Regions from separate parts of the Mus musculus genome. Here region 2 is linked to region 1. The links are chromatin contacts, called in public Micro-C maps. All regions are on one chromosome and are shown on one strand. Each heading gives the region's core, a stretch centred on a gene start, on an enhancer-like site or on the middle of the called end of the contact. The rest is flanking DNA. Distances are from core to core; before and after follow the strand shown.

Region 1 (6,120 bases), core at 1,027-3,526:
ACACACACAAATCTAGATCCAGGAAAGGAGAGGCAGTAGGGCACGATGGTGCATGTTTGTAATGCCGGTGCTCGGGGTGCCGAAGAAGGGCGTTCTGCGGGTGGGGTGGGGTTCCAGGCCAGCCAGAGCTGCAGAGTGAGAGAAGCTGACTGAATAGGCCCAGAAAATAAAATGGCAGAAAAACGGAAAAAAACAAAACAAAACAACCCTCCTCTGGTCAACCTGTGATATTCCCTCTTTAAAGGGATCACAGGAATGAAGATCAGGAGTTCAAAGCTATCCTCAACTACATAACCATTCAAGGCCAGCTTAGACTACTAGATACCTGGGGGTAGGGGTTGCTGGGAGACCCTGCCTGAATTAGTGGTGGCAAAGATCTGTAATTCAGCACGTACATGCTTAAGCAGGTGGATTAGGAGTTTAAAGCAGCCTGAACTTCTAGAAAGGCCACACTACCCTCTCCACTTTCTCTGCCTATGAATTTCTATATTAGTTTTGTTTGCTTTTTGTTTTAGTTTTTCAAGACAGGTTGGTTTTGTTTGTTTGTTTGCTGTATAGCCCCGGCTTTCCTGTAACCCAGTCTATAGACCATGCTAATCTTAAATTCAGAGGTCTGCCTGCCTCTGCCTCCTGAGAGCTGGCATCCATTTTCATGTGTGAGTTGTTATATTTTGTTCTCATTCATTGCTGCCCTCTTTATGCCTTTGCTGTTCTCTGATGCTTCCTTTAGACTCCATTCCTGCTTGCTTGGGTTGGTTTGATTGCTTTGTTTTGCTGTGGTAGGACTGGGGATTAAACCTAGGCTGGTGAGATGGCTCAGTGGTTAAGAGCACAGACTGCTCTTCCAAAGGTCCTAAGTTTAAATCCCAGCAACCACATGGTGGCTCACAACCATCCATAACAACAATCTGATGCCCTCTTCTGGAGTGTCTGAAGACAGCTACAGTGTGCTTACATATAATAAATAAATAAATATTTAAAAACAAAAAAACAAAACCCACCTAGGACCTAAATCATGGAAGGCAAGTACTCGACCACTGAGCCACAGCTACAAACTCCAATTCTGGTTCCCTACCCCCCACCCCCACCCCGCAAAGATTTATTACTGAGTGTGCCTGTGTGTAGTGATGGTGATGATGATGATACAGGGCGTCCAGTTCTATCACACGCAGATCCCCTGGGTGCAGGCTTTCTCCTCAAATGCTGAGTTAGGCTAAAGGATAGCAAGCTCCGGAAGTCATCCAGTCTCTGCCCTCCGTAGTACCAGAGTTATAGGCATTCCTGGCCACTCAGGTTTTACTCCTGGGTGCTGGAATCCCCACTTGGGTCCCCAACTTTGTACAATGATTGCTCTTACCCACTGAAACACCTCTGCATCTGTGTATAAATGTTTTCATACATGGCTGAATGTTGCCCACGTGTATACCCTGTGTTCACCACAGTCACAAAGCGTTGGAGCCCCTGGTAGTGGAGTTATGATGGTTGTAAACCACACCACGTGGGTGCTGGGAACTGAGCTCAGGGGCTCTGCAAGAGCAAGTGCCCTAACTGCTGGGCCAGCTCTCTAGGCCCCTCTTACTTTAAAAAAAAAAAAGGCTAATGCATGCATGTTTGAGTACATGTGTGGTACATGTCACAGGAATTCTTTCCTTCCATGCGGGTACCAGATTCTTGATACCTGCTGAGCCATCACGCCAGCTTGGCCCCTCATCATCTATACCATCGTCCGGACCCTATGTCCTGGTCTCTACGTTCCTGAGGATGACTTTAAGTTCTGGTGAGTTTTTCGAAGTGCAGCAGGCTAGCCTCCCTTGTGTATTTGTTGTCACACCTGCCTGACAACTCGAATGGGAGCCAAACCTTGAGGATTGATGGATTAGCAAAAAGAGAAGAGGGGAAAAAAAAAAAAAAAAAAAAAACGAGGCAACTGGGATTGACTTCCTGTAAGGTCAAACTCCAAACTTCCAGGGTCTTCCCACTCAGGCACTGCTCCGGGAAGTGTTCTTAACCACTGTGCAAACGGAGGAAACAAAAGATCAGTGAAAGGTCCAGGGTTTTTCTGGGTCATCAAAACAAAACAAAACCAACAGAGTCCAGGTGTTGGGATTCCCACTGGAGCCCCGTAAGCCTCGACGGCCGGGGCGGACAGGGTAGGACGTGACGTAGCCCTGCCCTTCCGGGCCCCAATAACTCACGCCTTCCTGCTGAGTCACCGCAGGAGCTCAGAGGAGAGCCCGCCCTGGGTCGGAACTGAAGCCACGCCTCTATCTTACTGAAGGATTTTGATTGGGTAGCTTTGAAACTGGTTCAGCCAGTCGCAGCAAACGGAAGGTTGCTGGTTAGGTGGGGCAGGGGCGGGGCCACGCTCTTCGAGACCTTTCCATGCCTCGGGGCGGGTCTTTTTTTTTTTTTTGTGCAGAGTTCTAGGTTTGGTCTGACAAAGGAATTGAGTCCCCGGTACAGCCCATACAAGGGAAGGAAGGTCAACCATTCCCAAGACACTGTAGTTTAGGCGACATTTTCAGTCCCCGCGGACCTTTGCGGATTACAAAGAGTATTTACCAACAACAACCTCTGCGCCACAAGGCTGCTTCTCTCCTCACCACCCCACCCCCTCACCCCTTTTAAAAATGCTTTAGTCAAGGTCTCATGCAGTTCAGGGTGGCTTGCCAAAGGTGACTTTGAGTTTTTTTAATTTTATTTCTTCCTCTGCCCACCCAACTGGGGTTACAGGTGCGTGCCACCCCTGCTCATTTATGCAATTCTGAGGAACCCAGGACTTCACTTACGCTAGGCAAACGCTCGACCAACTGAGCTATATCCTAAAGCTACTGATATTTTCATAAAAGACCATTTGGTTGGTTTTGTTTTTTTCGAAACAGTTTTTCTGTATGACGCTGGCTGCCCTGGATGGAACTCAGTCTGTAGACCAGGCAGGCCTCAAACTCAAAGACCTGCTTGCTGAGATGAAAGGCATGCGACGCTTTCACAGAGGACATTTAACCCACAAAGGACTGTTGAAATTGTAAAACCGGTTCACAATAAAACCAGAATTGGAATAGGGTGTGGTGGCACTATGGGGTAAAAAACATCTAAAATAAATCAAGATTAAGGAGGCTGGTGTGTAACTCAGCTGGTAGAGCTCTGTCCAAGCATTCAGAAAGTCCAAGGTTCAGTCCCCAACTCAGTTTGGGTCAGCGAAAGGGTTCCACAGGTAAAGGTGAGGCCATGTGGCCACACACACACACAATTAAAATGTCTTTTTTTTTTTTTAAATCAGCAACTACAAAAAGAAAATAGATTTCTAAAAAGGGAAGAAAACAAACCTCAGTGTGGTGGCTGTCACATGCCTAAAGTCCCAGGGGTGGAGACAGATGGTCACCCTCAATTATACAGCTAATCCAAGGCCAGCCTATGCTACATAAGACATGGTCTCAAAAACAAACCAATTAAAGAATTGGAAAAGGTTCCCCACCTCTGGCAAACATGAACAATAAACTGAGGGGTGTTGTGGTTGTGGTTTTGTTTTGAAACAAGACAATGTAGCCTATGCTGCCCTGAAATGTGTTGTGTAGCCAGAAATGAACGCAGACTTCTGAACTCCCTTGCCTCAGAGACAGGATCTCACACTTCAGTCCAGGCTGACCTCAAGCAGTTTCCACCCCCATCATCTTCCCAGTGGCTGGTTTTATAGATGTGAGCTACCTCAGGTGGGTTAGACTGAGGATTTTAACACAGCCTGCTGTACCACAGCAAATTCTATGTGTAGCATCACCCTGACCGAGTGTCTGTCGTCTTAAGATTGGCCCTGCCAGCCAGGCATGGTGGCACATGCCTTTAATCCCAGCACTTGGTAGGCAGAGGCAGGCAGATTTCTGAATTCGAGGCCAGCCTGGTCTACAGAGTGAGTTCCAGGACAGCCAGAGCTATACAGAGAAACCCTGTCTCGAGAAAAAAAAAAAAAAAGAAACAAAAAAAAAAAAAAAAGATTGGCCCTGCCAGACCAGAGCAAGTTTGACATAACTCAATCTGGGCAGATGGAGAAACATGCAGAGAGCCAGGATTGACCTGCCCCACTGTGAGCTACAGAGCAATAGGGACTTGAGTCTTTTGCACTGTCATTGGCTTCCTTTTCGCTGGATAGGAAGGCCTGATGAAGAAGCTGTAGTCAACGAGGCACCTGCTGTCTGCCACCATAGTCAATTTTCTGTCTCAAGATCCCTGCATGAGTTAGACAAGTCTGGGTCCCTGCGAGGTTAGCAGCAGTCAGCTCAGGGAACCCTTTTCATGGGATAGATAGCTTATTCCATCCACGTGGCCATTCACTTGGAAAGTCAAAGTTGCCTCTACCTTAAAAAAACCAGGTCCAGGCTTGGTGGTGCACGCCTTTACTCCCAGCATTCAAGAGGCAGAGGCAGGTGAATTTCTTAGTTCGAGGCCAGCCTGTTCTACAGTGTGAGCTCCAGGACAGCCAGGGCTACACAGAGAAACCCTGTCTCAAAAACAAAACAAAACAAAACAAAAACAGTGCCTTGGGCCAGTGATGAAGCTCACAGGTAAAAGTAATTGCTTGAAACAGCCTGACAACCTGACTTCAATTCTCCAAATTACCTAAAAGTAGGCAAGAACTGGCCTTTTTAGAAAGTTATCCTCTAAGTTCTTCATGCACACGTTTGCACGCACTCACACTCGCATCCATGCATACACTAAAATCAAATGGGAAATACCAGTACTTTGGAGGCAGAGGCAAGTGGATCACTATTGAGTTCCAAGCCACAGCTACATAGTGAAGCCCTTTCTGGGGGAGTGGGGGGAGGGAGGACCAGAAAACCTGGCCTGGGATGTAGCCCAGTTGGTAAAGTGCTTGCCTAGCATGCATGAGGCCCTGAGTTTGATTCCTAGCCCTGCATAAACTGTGTGTGGTAGCAGACACCTGTAATCAGAGCATGTAGCAGGTAGACTCAGGAGGATTCTCCTATAGAGCAAGTTCAAGGCTAACCTGGGCTTCATAAGACCCTGTCTCAAATAAACAAAATAAAGCCCTAGGAAGATGAATTCCTCATGTCTGCTAGGTAACTTTCTGTTACCAAGAGAAAACAAGATTAATTACTTTTTTTTTTTTTTTTTTTTTTTTTTTTGGTTTTTTCGAGACAGGGTTTCTCTGTATAGCCCTGGCTGTCCTGGAGCTCACTTTGTAGACCAGGCTGGCCTCGAACTCAGAAATCCGCCTGCCTCTGCCTCCTGAGTGCTGGGATTAAAGGCGTGCGCCACCACGCCCGGCTTAATTACTATTTTCTATTTCTTATTGTTCTGTGTATGTGTGTATAATGTTCATGTATGGATGCAAGCATGCCTGGGCCACCACACACGAGTAGAGCCATCTGAGAGGAAAATTTGTGGGAGTCAACACTCTCCCACCATGCGAATGCTAGGGAATCCAACTGATATCCTCCAGATTGGCACCAGGTACCTTCACCTGCTGGGCCACCGTGCCAGCCCCCGTTGTTAGAAATTTCAGAAATTGAGCATCCATGGAGCTGTCTGCCCAATCAAACTGCCTTGCTCATTCCCCCCCTTAATTTTGTTCATAATTTTGCATTGTAATGCAAGATGACCACAATTTCCTGATCCCCCTTCTGCCATCTCCTGAGGACTAGCTACACCTTGAGACCCTGTCTTGAAAAAAACCCAAAAAACAAAGCCAAAACTCTTCACCGTCTTTGTCTTTTTTTTTTTTTTGGTAGCTTTAATATATATATATTTTTTTTTTTTTCTTTTTTCTGGGCGTGGTGGTGCATGCCTTTAATCCCAGAACTTGGGAGGCAGAGGCAGGTAGATTTCTGAGTTCGAGGCCAGCCTGGTCTACAGAGTGAGTTTCAGGACAGCCAGGGCTACACAGAGAAAACCTGTCTCAAAAAACCAACCAACCAAATATATATATTATGTAATTTTATTTATATGTGTGTGCCTAAGTATATATATGTGTACTGTGTGCATGCAGGAGCCCTTGGGGGTCAGAAGACGTGTTGTATCCTCTGGAAATGGAACTGGAGTTACAGATGCTTGTGAACTACCTACGACAGGTGCTGGGACTCAAAACCAGGTCCTCTACAAGAGCAG
Region 2 (6,120 bases), core at 2,305-4,804, 980 kb before region 1:
GTCATCTAAGCTACAGATCTCCTAAGAAAAGTTATATGTGTGCACAGGAGCACAAGTGCCCACAGAAACTGGAGGATAGTGCTGTTTCACCCCAGAGTGGGAGTTACAGGTGGTTGTAAGCCACTAGTGTGGGTGCTAGGATCCCAGTTCAGGGCCTTTGAAAAAGAAGTATGTGCTCTTAACCAATGAGCCACCTTGCTAGACCCCCAAAGTGGTTTTTTTCGAGACAGGGTTTCTCTGTGTAGCCCTGGCTGTCCTGGAACTCACTTTGTAGACCAGGCTGGCCTCGAACTCAGAAATCAGCCTGCCTCTGCCTCCCGAGTGCTGGGATTAAAGGCGTGCGTCACCACGCCTGGCTGGTATCATCTTTAAGAACAACATCTACCACCTTTGAAACAGGGTCTCTCCCTGGCCTAGAGCTCACCAATTAGGCCAAACTACGCTGGTGTGTTACTACTGAGCCATGCCCCCAGCCCCTCACTGGGGGATTCTAGGCAGAGAGCCACACCTCCAGCCCCTCACTGGGGGATTCTAGGCAGAGACTCTACCACCGAGCCACGCCCCCAGCCCCTCCCTGGGGGATTCTAGGCAGGGGCTCTACCACTGAGCCATGCTCCCAGTCTCTCCTGGGGGATTCTAGGCAGGTGACCACTGAGAGCCCTTGTGGGATTGTCATCTGGCTCTGTGATAAAAATGCCCTGACAAGCTTATTGTGGTGCTGCATGCCTTTAAACCTACCACAAGGTGGGTAGAGGCAGGAGGATCTCTGTGAGTTTGAGCCCAGCCTGGTCTACATAAGAAATTCTAGGCCAGCTAGAGCACCATCAGAGACCCTGTCTCCAACTCCCAGCCCCCCCCAAAGAAAACAAAAACAAACACCCCCCCCCCACAACAACAACAACAACAAAAGGCCACTCAGGGGAGCCAGGTTAATCTGGCTCATGGTCTCAGGTAACAGTCCTCACAGCAGGCATGCTGCAGAGGCAGGAGCTGCTGGCCTTGTCTTACTAAGTAGTTTCATGATGGCCTTTAACTCTCCCATCCTCTGGCTCCACATCTGGAGCACCAGGTGGGATGGAGCCCAGAGTTTCCTCCAGGCTAGGTGAGAACCCGCAGCTGGGCTGTGGTCCACTTGCATTGCTATGCTGGCTCGGCATGTTTTAGCTCTTCAGTGCTGTGGGTTGAACTGTACACATATTAAATAATGCGTGCATCCTGTTCCAGAGGCCAACTCCCCAGACCTTTTATATGTTCATTTCGAGAGAACTCTATACTTAGGAGACAGAGGCAGGCAGGTCTCTGTGAGTCTGAGGTAAGCCTGGTCTACATAGAGAGTTCCAAAGTTACATAGTAAAACCCTATCTCAAAAAAAAAAAAAATTCCTTCTGAGATCTCAAGAGATTCTCAAAGAGTTTGGGCTGGCCTCGATCCTCCTGCCTCTGGAGACCTGGAATCGTGGCTTTGCACCACTGTGCTTGGCCTTTAATATTTCTTCAGATATGAGCAGAGTCCCTCCATGAAGCTGTCAGGCCTGGAGATTTCCTTTGTTTGAGTGTGAGGCTAGAGTTAACAGAGAAGGTTTTCTTTTTTTTAAGCACAGTTTCACATATCTCCGTAGCCATGGCAATGACCCCTGGTCAAATTCTGAGAACTAGAATCCTCACTGAGAGATTGGTAAGAGGTTCTTTTCTGTGCCCAAAATAGAATCAAGAGGAACCAGGCAGCAAACCAGCACTGAGGGGCACACCTGTAGACTGAGCCCCTGAGGGGTGGAGGCAGGAGGATGAGGAGCTCATTTGGGCTACATAGCTTGAGGCCAGCCTGAGCTGGGCTACATGCAACCCTGGGGCAGAAAAAGATGAACTAAGGACTGGAGAGATGGTTCAGTGGGCAAGAGTGCTTGCTTTGCAAACATGGGGCTCTTAGTTCAAATTCCCAGCATGGTGTAAAAAGCTAAGCATGGCTGTTTGCATGCCTGTAACCCCAGGACGGTCAGGGTGGTGGAGGGACAGGACTTCGTAAGGGATCCCACATGTACTGTAGTGACACCTTGTCTCAAGGCAGTAAGGTGGGACAGCCGAAGTCCTCTCCTTATTGGCATATGCAACTGCACACACGAGCACATACAACAAACATACCTACAGGAATTTAACAGAATGATGAACTAGGCTGTCCTGGTAGCTCTGGTTTGGGTCTGGAGGTGGGGCCTGGTTGGAGGAAGTCCATCACTTCGGACTTGTAAAGACTTCAAGCATCCCTGGTCCAGACTCGAGGAGGAGAGCAGCTTAGTTTGCTACCTGCTTCCTGACATGAATGACCTCTGCCTTGACCCAAAGCAGTCAGAGCCTGGGCCGACACCCGGGCTTGAATGCACTCTTCTAGGTGAAGACCTCGGACATTTTGTCAAAGTAACAAAAAGCTAACAAGGGCAGGTTTACTTTCTAAAATGTGTGCTGTGTGCTGTGTGTGAGCATGTGATTATGTTTGACTCTGCATGTTGTCACAGGACAACTTGGAGGCACCAGGGTCCCTCCCTCTGCCATGTGGTCCCAGGGGTCAGAGCCAGGCTCTCAGGCTTGGTGACAGGTGCCCTTACCCACCGATGCTTCTCATTAGCCCTTTCTGTGTGTGTGCATATGTGTACGTACCCACATTTGCAAATGCAGAGGGTCCTGCTCTATCACCTTCAGCCTTTTGCCCTGGAGACAGGCTCTCTCGCTGAATCTGGAGCTGGACTGGCACCTGACAAGCCCCAGAATTTGACTCTGCCTCCACAGCCCTGAGCTCACAGGGTTACAGTGTGGCCTTGACTGTTTTTTGGTTTTTGGTTTTTCGAGACAGGGTTTCTCTGTGTAGCCCTGGCTGTCCTGGAACTCACTTTGCAGACCAGGTTGGCCTCGAATTCAGAAATCCGCCTGCCTCTGCCTCCCAAGTGCTGGGATTAAAGGCGTGCGCCACCACACCGGGCTTTTTTTATTTTTTTATTTTTTGGCCTTGACTGTTTTATGTGGGCTCTGGAGATTTGAACTCGGATCCTCCTGCATCAAGCACTCTTACCCAGAGAACCATCTCTTCAGTCCCCCAGCATTTTAAAAGTAGGCATGAAGATTCACTGTACTCACCTGTGGCTTTGTATGGGAGCTTGGTGGTCACATAACAGGCACGGGCCCAACTCCCGTGGAGAATTTTGACTTTAGGACTCGTGAGATTTCCAGGACAAGGACATCCCAACCCAGCCTCTGTAGCGGTGAATCTCCTCCCAAATATGCCCCGGCAAAGAAAACACATAACAGTTCATGTGATTACAGCTGTGCGCCTAGACTGGGCAGATCTGCCGCTACACTACCATCTTGCACATCTATGAGACCCCTTAGAACTTGCGGTATCTCCAGGCCATGTGCTTCCGCTCCGATCTTCTCCTTCTTCCTCCTCCTCCTCTGCGTCCTCTCCCCCTTCCATTTTCTCCTTCTTCTCCCTCCCACCTTCTGCTCCACCTTCCCTTTTATCTGCCCAAGCATCAGCTCTCCTTTATTTTACAAATGAAGGTGGGAAACAGGTTTACTGGAAATCACCTGGGTGCTGACTCATTCCTTGTTCCAACCACTCACCAGAGAACAGAATTAACATCAAATATGATTAGCCCCAGGGCTATCCACAACATTTCCCCCTTTCTGTCCAATTAAAAGACTATTTTATCTTAGATATAATTGAATATAACTATCATTATTTTGTAATTTATAAAGTACAAGAGACCTAAACACCCAGTCCTTCATCTTTGTTAGTTAAACAGAACCTCTTATCATCTATCCTTACTTAAAAGCCTTATAATTCTACATCTGGCTGTGTCTTAGCTTTAGATAGGATGCCATCTGAAAACCATCCTCTCAGAACTGTCCTGGCTTGGCTAGGAGACTATGTAGGGTCTCAACCCCATCAGAAATCCAAGACTGACTGATATTAACTGAAAATATATAGAAAGCCTAAAACAGCTTCCAAAACGTAGCCAATCCACAGAGACTGCTGATCACCTGGACAGCCCCTTACTTCAGCAGTTGGAGCATCGGTCTTCAGCCTACTGGCCAGGGTCATCTGACAGACCTAGAGAAATAGGAATATTAAGGACTGGCCTACTCTGTCTCTGCAGAATCAAGCTGTCCTAACCTATAACTGTGTCCTTACTTTGGACAGCATTATGGCTGTAGATGAAATGATGAGGCAATTCTTGCCTAGTGGCTGTTTCGCCACAACTGGAGTAACTCAAAGATGCTCAGTTTCTTCTTTGAATCCCAGACAGACAGGGAAAGCTGTCAGGAACGAACTGGTCTCAACAACAAATGAATAAATAACATTAAATGTCACGTTGTGTGGACTTTGGACGTTTTCGAAAACCAACTATCTACGTAAAGTAATTTAGACTGTTCTCTGTTAACTACTCTCAGCCATTTCTAATTAAAATAACTGAGAACACCCTAACTATTGTTAAACTCAGAGCCATGAATTTCCTATTTGGCTCTAAACTCACAGGCTTAAACATCTCAGATCTGTTTATAATAACAGCAATATAATCACTGTAGTTTGCTCTTGAAACAAGAAAGTGTGTGCTTGACCCCAGCACCCTCCAGCTATTTATATCTCTCCCTGCTGTGTCTACATTGAGTGTATCTACTGAAATAAATCATAACTGAGAAACCACTTTTGTTTGAGTTTTGTGGGGGACTGAATACAAAGATAGAAAGGGTACTGGGGAAGGGGAAAGGAGCGCCTGAGCACACTGCACATGCACAGACACACATAGAAACACACACACAGCTGGGCGTGGTGGCGCACGCCTTTAATCCCAGCACTCGGGAGGCAGAGGCAGGCGGATTTCTGAGTTCGAGGCCAGCCTGGTCTACAAAGTGAGCTCCAGGACAGCCAGGGCTATACAGAGAAACCCTGTCTCAAAAAATCAAAGAAACACACACACACATTCAATTGCTTGCTGAACTCAAAACTATTGTTCTGGGACAGGAGAGATGGCTCAGTTGGTAACAGCACTTGTTGCTCTTACACAGGACCCAGGCTTGGTTGCCTGCGCCTGCGTGATGCCTCACAACCACCCATAATTACAACTCCAGGGACTCTAGCGCCCTCTTGTGGCCTCCACGGGTACTAGGCAAGCCTGCAGTGTTACATGCATGCATGTAGGCAAAACACTCACACACACAAAATAAAACCAATCTCTTTTTTTAAAAACCCACATAAAACGTATAGTCCCAGCGAAGACAAATGACAAATGTACTCCTCAAATGGCACAGACCCACGGGATAGTTCTGAAGGCACCAGCGGGCTTCAGGGAACTTGGTAAGATGACAGAGAAAGGCATTTGTTTTCTGGGAAAAGCTTAAAGCTGAGTGGCTGATGCATAATTGTCTCACAATTTCACGGAAGCCTGAAAAGGGAGGCCCAATGGCCAATGTTATATTTGGTTTCTGTCACGGGGCTAGTTCTAGAAGAGACAGAAAGACAGGACAGTCAGGGCATTGTGGCCCTGTGCGGAGGTCTGTGAAGTCTCCAGTCCTGAGACAGAGTCATGTCACATGACCTCCTGACATTGTTGTATGATGCATTAAACCCCAAAATCTCATTTGAAACTAAGTTCATCAAGGGTCATTACTGAGAACAGGATTTCTTTCTTTTTTAAACAAAATGGCTCCAAGAACCCTAGCTTACATAAGACATCCTTAGGCTCTTGTCTGTCCTGGGCTTCTTGTGCAATTCCTGACACTACTTTTTGTTTAGTTATTATTAACATTTCGGGTTTTCAAGACAGGGTTTCTCTGTGTAGCCCTGGCTGTCCTGGAACTCACTCTGTAGACCAGGCTGGCCTTGAACTCAGAATTTCACCTGCCTCTGCCTCCCAAGTGGGTTTTTTCTTTTGTTGTTGTTTTCATTATATTATCTTTCAACCTCTTTTAAAATCTACTATCTTGTCCCTGTGGACGACTGGCCATAAATAACAGCTCTCTAAGATTTTTTTCAGCCTCAGAGTGACTCTCATTAGCTCCAACTTAACCGCCTCTTTTTCATGGTGTGAATTTTGAAAACAGTAAATGGGAAAGCAATTGTATTAGAAACCAA

Evidence for each region. Hi-C and Micro-C count contacts between places; a contact is called where the count stands out from the background.
Region 2: a Micro-C map of embryonic stem cells shows a contact between it and region 1, with 2.8 times the contacts expected there. The contact joins two enhancer-like sites. A contact is called at or near these places in 4 of 484 Hi-C or Micro-C datasets (B cells and embryonic stem cells) and 1 of 115 datasets of contacts at active chromatin or transcription factors (embryonic stem cells).

The regions. Positions count from the first base shown.
Region 1 is chr5:135,953,882-135,960,001 of GRCm38.p6, reverse strand. No RefSeq gene overlaps it. Among named protein-coding and RNA genes, the nearest start is that of Ssc4d, 18 kb to the left of the region's middle. Within about 2 kb of position 2,276, at least 388 of the 459 cell types and tissues checked have an H3K27ac peak or open chromatin away from gene starts, as enhancers often do. A contact at or near this core is called in embryonic stem cells, where this site is marked.
Region 2 is chr5:136,938,470-136,944,589 of GRCm38.p6, reverse strand. No RefSeq gene overlaps it. Among named protein-coding and RNA genes, the nearest start is that of Fis1, 21 kb to the left of the region's middle. Within about 2 kb of position 3,554, at least 13 of the 459 cell types and tissues checked have an H3K27ac peak or open chromatin away from gene starts, as enhancers often do. A contact at or near this core is called in embryonic stem cells, where this site is marked.